2 separate regions of the Rattus norvegicus genome follow, and region 2 is linked to region 1. Evidence: chromatin contacts called from public Hi-C data. All regions are on one chromosome and are shown on one strand. Each heading gives the region's core, a stretch centred on a gene start, on an enhancer-like site or on the middle of the called end of the contact. The rest is flanking DNA. Distances are from core to core; before and after follow the strand shown. Region 1 has its middle 430 kb from the start of Tbc1d2b. Region 2 has its middle 190 kb from the start of Plscr5.

Evidence for each region. Hi-C and Micro-C count contacts between places; a contact is called where the count stands out from the background.
Region 2: a contact with region 1 is called in a Hi-C map of the Rat2 cell line, with 6 times the contacts expected there. The contact joins two enhancer-like sites. A contact is called at or near these places in 5 of 12 Hi-C or Micro-C datasets (the A7r5 cell line, the Rat2 cell line, Schwann cells and 2 more).

Annotation. Positions count from the first base shown.
Region 1 is chr8:100,122,931-100,126,595 of GRCr8, forward strand. No RefSeq gene overlaps it. Among named protein-coding and RNA genes, the nearest start is that of Tbc1d2b, 430 kb to the left of the region's middle. Within about 2 kb of position 2,076, at least 17 of the 93 cell types and tissues checked have an H3K27ac peak or open chromatin away from gene starts, as enhancers often do.
Region 2 is chr8:101,403,056-101,406,720 of GRCr8, forward strand. No RefSeq gene overlaps it. Among named protein-coding and RNA genes, the nearest start is that of Plscr5, 190 kb to the right of the region's middle. Within about 2 kb of position 1,811, at least 18 of the 93 cell types and tissues checked have an H3K27ac peak or open chromatin away from gene starts, as enhancers often do.

The DNA.
Region 1 (3,665 bases), core at 826-3,325:
TAAAATAACACCCTGATCATAAAAAGGACACACAATTAAAAACTGAGAAAAGGTTATGTATAAATGTCATTCAAAGCATTAATAGTAAGACTATCCAATGTAAACCTTAGGGGTGAACATGGAAATAGAAAGAAAACAGATGGATCAGAAAATAAAAAAGAACTTCAAAGACAAGGTGCATTAAAAGTGAACATACAAGTGTACCTTGCTTTTTAAATTAGTTAATGTATTTCAGGCTCCAGCTTTGGGTTACAATACTAATTTTTGAGAAAGTTAAGTCTGATCCTACTCACATATCTCTCGGCTTTTGGCTACCTTTGTGGGAAAGGAGCACACAGCAAAAGGGGTTGTGACTGTGGTTGTTTTGAAGTAAATCTTTCTTGACCCTTTTCATTCCTTCAGAAATGGTTTTACATCTTTATACAAATTAGAGGAAGGAGTTGGACATTTAAACCTTTTAATGAAATAAAATATTTGGGATCTATTCCCCTATTTTCCTATGACTCCTGTAATTAAGCTTTATTTCCAGCTTGGACTTCATTACACAGTATGCAATGGGAAATGGTAAACTTTCAGCTTCGCATGAAAATGCTTTATTTGGAATTCAAGTTTAACGATTCTGAGAGTTGTTTGGTTCTAGAAACGTGTGCCCTTTCTGTGAGTGCTGTGATGGTGAGCGTGAATTGTTAGCTGTGTGACTTTATACATCCAAAGAACTTCACCCCTTCGCGCACCGCCTTCATGCAGCATAATGCTGTACATTCCCAAGTTACCTTGGAATTTACATAAATAAAAATAAAAGCTAATGTAATATAGTCTATGCATGTAAATATGTTTAAAGCCAATTAAGGCAGGATGTCATATATACATATCACAAAATATAGGATCTATATGCATGCATATTATAGCTATGCTAATACATACACGGTGCCGCACAACATGAAGAGGACAGCAACTGGACTCGTGGTCTTGGCATTTCTATTTTTTTTGGTTACTGAAAAGTAACTGAAATTTTAATGCCATTCATATAAAATGAAAATTGTTTTAATAATAAGTCTACTTTGTATATATATCAAATTATTTTTCTAAAATGTCTGCATTAACATGTTCAGTGGAATTGACTTGCTATGAATTTTAATATGACAAATTATCTGTGGGCACAGCTTATTGCCAACACATTGAACTGTATTCTTTCCTATATAGGAGAATAATACTTAAAAGAAAAGATACTGGCTTTTTCTTTTATGGAATACTCAGACACTGGGGGCTGTTGGTTACATTAAAAATAATAAGGACTTTCAAATTCTCTATATGAGATGTGTTATAGACTTTGCATTAATCGCAAGGTATCTGTGATCTTTAAATTATCTACATTTACCTTGGTTTCATCTCTTTATTTCAATTAATAGTGACTATGGACACAGTATCATATTTGGATACTTCTGAAACATTTATTAGTATCTTAGTGGAAATTATGCTTTTGAAGAAACTTTTGAAACTTTAAAATATATGTAATATATATGATTATGTCAATGTTTTATATATATATATATATAACTACATATTACATAGGCATATACCCTGTACATATTGAATAAGAGTTCACCAGTTATATTATGAATATATATTTGACACTTCATCTCTTAAAAATAAACTGATAAAATACCAAAAAATCCCAGTTAAATACTGAAGAGTATTTCAATTAGCTTGTCTATAATCAATCTTTAATTTTTAAATAATACTGTCAGTGGATTAGAACCAGACACTCCTAGGAAATACAGATTCATACAGAATGTACACATCTACCACAAATACCATTAAAATCCTTTTAAAATCAAAGACTTCAGTGAGTGTAACTACCTGGTGCTCATCTCATTATGAAGTATGAGGCTATAACTGAGAATACATCTCATGTAAAAGAGTTTCAAGTATAAAAATGTCTCTCTAACTTTAGGCCACATATAGCTTATTTTCCTTGTGTACCCAGAAAGAATGTCATGTGTGTGTCTAATAGGATGCTGTTTATCCCACTATCTCTTACCACTCTGTCTCTTTGGATAACAATCACGGGACCCAGATGCTAAGGGTAGGGGCTATTCTCCCACAAGCAGCTTCTGGCTCCTTGGCAGACGTGGTAGGCAGTTGTGTTGGCAGTCACAGACCTGCCTCTGGCTGTCTTCTGAGCTTTTGCTGCTGAAGGGGTGGTTGGCCTGCTCTGTCCTCCAGGATACCATTTCCCTTGACAGCCTTGGGTTTTGTGAAGCTTTATTCTCTACAAATCCCTTCTGCAATCTCTGGATGAACTCTCTTAAGGGGGAAGATGGAGCTGTTCTTTACCGTTATGTCTAATGATCGGTTGAATTGCCAGGTCAAGTACTCAGGAAAACCAAACCGAACCGAAGCTTTTCTATTCCCTAGAACTACCTTATTTTTATTTTTTTGTTTTACCCTCTACATAGTGTGTATCCACTCAACTTCTAGGATGCGGGCCAAGTTTTGTATGAATACTGCGTTTTGTAATTTCTGTTGTAATCGGTGTGAGTTTTAAAGAATTCTTTGCTCATTACAATTTCTTTTACATTTTTTCCCTACATTTTTTACCTCTGAAACTATAAGGAAGGAAACTTGCGATTTTGATAATTGACTGAGAAACAATGTGATGAAATAAAAGCTACACAGCTTGTGAAACGGAAGCGGAAATGCTCCTTTACTCCCCGCACGTTTGTGATCTGAATGACATTTTAAAGCATATGCCTAGGTTGTACAAACAAAAGCACACAGCGGAAACAAAGCAGGTTTCAAAGGCACCGATATAATTGCCTGCCCAATAATTTATAAGACATTTTCACACTTCCCCACCATAATATCACAAATAGCATCATGGACGTGTATCAGAGATTCAGTGATTCACTGGCTTACTTATGGCTGAACATGTCAACCAAGTCAAAACAGAGCTATACTGGGCTGTGCTTGCTTTATAGGTAAAAACATTCTCTTAAGTTTTCTAAAAGAAATATCAGGTCTATTTTTCACTAAAAATGTCCATTTTAATAAATGAAGTCTATTAAAATCAATTGGTTTCTATTGTTCATTTTTATCCCATGGGATTAAAAATCTCCACGTTATCAATGTTTTAGATTAACAACTGAACTGCTTGACAGATACACACACACACACACACACACACACACACACACACACACACACACACACACACATATATATATATATATATATATATATATATATATATACAAATTGAACGTGGGATTCCAGACATCTGAAGTTGTCTATAATGGTCATTGTATGCTTCATGAGAAATTTATAGAGTTTTCTGATATGTACAACCATCTTTAGACAGTTGAAACAAATATGGAGAGTAACTTCCCTAAAGCTTCCAGGAGAAAGAAGAATTATACCGTGTTCAATAATGTTTTAAATATCGAATCCTCTGTGACTTCAGGTATGCCCTTCTTATACACACTGTTCCCCCGTTCGTGTGTTCACTGTAGAATCGAGCACGTGGTTCCAAGCTTTCTGATTTATGGAACCATTCGTGTGCTGGAAGGGCACTCTTAGGTGGATCAGCATAGAATTCCAAAGGTTGCTGCAAATATAAACCCATATTCTTATTTTTGTTCCTCTATCAATCCTGCTATTCCTCC
Region 2 (3,665 bases), core at 561-3,060, 1.3 Mb after region 1:
GAACACCCTCTGGGCTGTTTTGGTAATTTTAGACATCTGAAATCAATAATTCAATGAAATTTAAATGCAATAACATATTCATTTTAACTGAATTTGCATTGGGTTATTTAATTCTAACAGTCCTTACATCCAAGATAGTTTTAAAACCATAGGTTAAACTTCCTGGTGAAAGAGATTTTTGTAGAGAATCACAAAACGGTTTTGGTGTTTCAGCAGAAATAGATAGAGTGAGAAGCTTTTTCTGACATTAGGAAGAATTTGAAGACGAGTCAGAGAATCAGAGTCAGCTCCTGCTTCTGAATGAGTGCTGGGGACAGACCGCAGTGCCATCACAGCTGATTTGGAAATGCTTCAACTTCAGACTCCTCAGAAGACTATTGAACATTTGGCAGACATCAGAGTGAAACTGAATCTTACATCCTGGAGATGCTGAGGAAACCAAAAGGGAGAGTTTTCCGGGGGTCAGGTTGCGGGTCTGGTGATTTTTAATTGTTTTCACTGTCTGTAATATGTTTAATTTTATCGCACATATGTAACAATCACCTAGCCACTCAAGTCAGGATGTTTTGCTAAGACAGCTGAGTTTCTCCAGTTTTCAAATGTACATGTGAGGATGCCAAGTTCTTTCTAATCTTACCAGTAACAAAACAGACTCACTGGGGAACTTGGGATTCTGCCTACATTAATTTTTAATGTATGTCTGTGTAGCATAAGTTTATTCACTATACAATTTGACTTATGGTTTTATAGATATCATCAAAGAACACGTTAGAGCAATTTACATTGGAACACAGATTATTAAATCTGAAAAATCAGATTACGTTTGTGAATGATGTTTTAAAAAAGAACTCAGTTACGTTCTCTGGATTTAACTAACATTACTCTACAGTTTATCTTACCCAGGAAGGTTTACTGCTTTGCTACCAAGCAATAATCCTGCCTCAGAGGTGCCAGTGAGTGAGTTCTTCACTGTGAAGGGTGAAGGGAGGTGGACATCCTACCAGCAGTTTTGCCACATGTGTGAAATAAGTACACGTCTCCGGATAGTATCTTTCCACCCATCCCCTCTCTTTCTGTAACTAACAAGCTAAACAACTTCATTTCGTTGTGTAAATGGTGGAGGGTTTTGAAATGTTTCAGTTGCCTGACACATTTCCTTCTATAATGAACTTAATTTTGTTTCCATTAACATGAAAATCAAAAAATTTACATCTTACTTACAAAATGTACTCCTTCATAGAACTTAAGAAATGTCTGTTCCTTATAATTCAAAGTATTAAGAAAGACTAAAACTTCAATTTACATATGTAAATTGAACTATGAGAATTGTTTTATTGAATTCTTAGTGAACTTATGATCATCCTTACTATTTGAAGTTATCCCTACCATATTACTTCTAACCCTAAAAACACATTTCAAGGCTAAGCTGATACTATGTAAAGGCATTAGAATATTCTTTTGGGTTAACGCTGATAACTAATCATCAATGAAATGTGGGACCTGTAGCAGACGTGAAGGAGTGCAGTAATAAAACAAACAAAAGACAGGATCATGGAAGGCAGAATCTTTAAAGAGGTAACCTACAAATCTCTGGATCTCTGGAAACATTAATGTTCCATACATATGAAATATTATTTTATTCATCACGCCCCCTTTCTAATGTCATATTCTTTTGCATTACTTAAGCACAATTACTAGGAAGAAAATCTATTAGACATAAAGCTGTGATTAACTGCAATCTTCTGTCGGATTCCTTCCCACGGAAAGACATTCTTATGCCATGAGTAACACAGTCCCTCTACCAAGACACAGAAGTTCCCATAGCTTTCCAATTTCATCAGCAGTGAAGAAGCCCATTAGGCTTCTGCAAGACAGCACTGCTGAAGGCTTCTGCCAGCCATCTAATGAAATGAGAGCTACTGGAGCCAAGCATGCTAATATCAAATGTGATCAAACCAAAGGATTTGGAAAGCACAGAGTTTGGTTTTTTCCCCCCAAAGACAGCATCAAAATCTAACCCAGATGAAAGCAAAAGTTCTGATGAATATACACCACATGATTAAAACCCCAAGTCCCCACGGTTTAAACCTTGAAGACATTTTAATTATCTATTTAACATCTTGCTATTTCTGGAATTCTGACTGAGAATGTTTCTGACATAGTATTTCATGGAATGTCCCTTTCTCACACTGAGTTGCTTTTATACTCCAGATGTAAACACAAAAGCCACCCTTTCATCTTTTTTCCTCTCCGTCACATGAAAGGGAAGGTTAAAAACTGTTAGAGACTGCTTTTTCAGTTACTTGCCTGTAGATGTAACTTCCAGTATAAAATTAATAATTTTCTCTCCTGTGTAGAAATTATTTATTTTAGCTAAAATGTTTGTGTCTTCCAAAAAAGTATCTTCAACGAATCTTCAGTTTCTTTAACGTTACAAAAGCTCTGGGTACAGTGCGGTCTTCCTTCACAAAAATTAAGTCGTTCAACATTTCCACTGATTTTTAAATCTAACCAAATTAAACAGCGAGCAACTTTGAAAGTATTTCCTGAAACGTCAGAGTAATATGTGCTAAATTAGTTTTCACTTAAAAAAATACCTTTGGCTGAGTTTAATTCTTAGTAAACTGAATTCCGTGGAAACCTAAGAAGAAAACATCAAGTACACAGAGTAAGAGGACGCGTTTATTGTTTTAAGATTTTCAAATACGGCGTTACTCTTACGGAGCACTAAGGAGCACTATAAATTTGATTCTAATTACGCTGTATTGTCTGATCTCTCTCAGGTTTGTCATTTCTTAGGATATTACCAAGAGGCTTAGTTGGAGGAAGGCATCTTTATTTTCTGAGATCATGCGAACCTTTACAATTCTATGTCCAGTCTAAATTTGAAAATATAGTGCAATATAAATTCCATATCGGTATGCTTAGCATGGGGCAAACAAGACCTTTAAATATATAATAACTTTCTGCATTTGACTTCAAAATGGGCAAAACTCAATGAGAGCCAATTTCAAAATGCATTTAATTCATAATAGGATTTGGGGGGGAAAGGGGACGCTTTTGTTTGGGTTCATCACCCTGATGGTGCTGATGGTTCCTCGTAGAAGACAGATTTCATCTTGGAAGGGGGTGTGAGCTAACTCAGTTGAAAGCATCATGGTGTGGCAAGCTCCCAGATAAGCACTCGAGAGCCATCCTGGCTGATCAGAGCAGCCGCCCTGATTGCAATTTCACAGAGCCAGGTTCCTGCTGTCCTGGCTACAAGGATTGCTTTCTTCTGTTTGTAGCAGGAAGTGCGGTGACAGTTGATTTTATAGTAATTTTTAAAGCTTAAAGCTTAATTTAGGCCAAAATAAAGAAAATAATTCCTTAAAGATTCCCCCCCTTTCTTCCCCCTCAGTGCCATTAAAGTGGAAAGTGAAAAGTAGCCCTTCTGGTTTTCTTCTTCTTGTTTGTATTCCGTCCACTGACTGCTTGATTGATCTCCTTTTCTACTTTAGAATGCCCCAAGAACCAAAGGAATAAAATATACAAGACCCTGAGGTCTCAGCATCATGAGAGAACTTTGTGATCGACAGAGAAAATACACAGGCTGACGGAGGTGTCCTTGGGTTGGTTCTAGACTCTGGCGACTGAGAGCTTTTTGAAGTAGGTCAGAGTTCCAT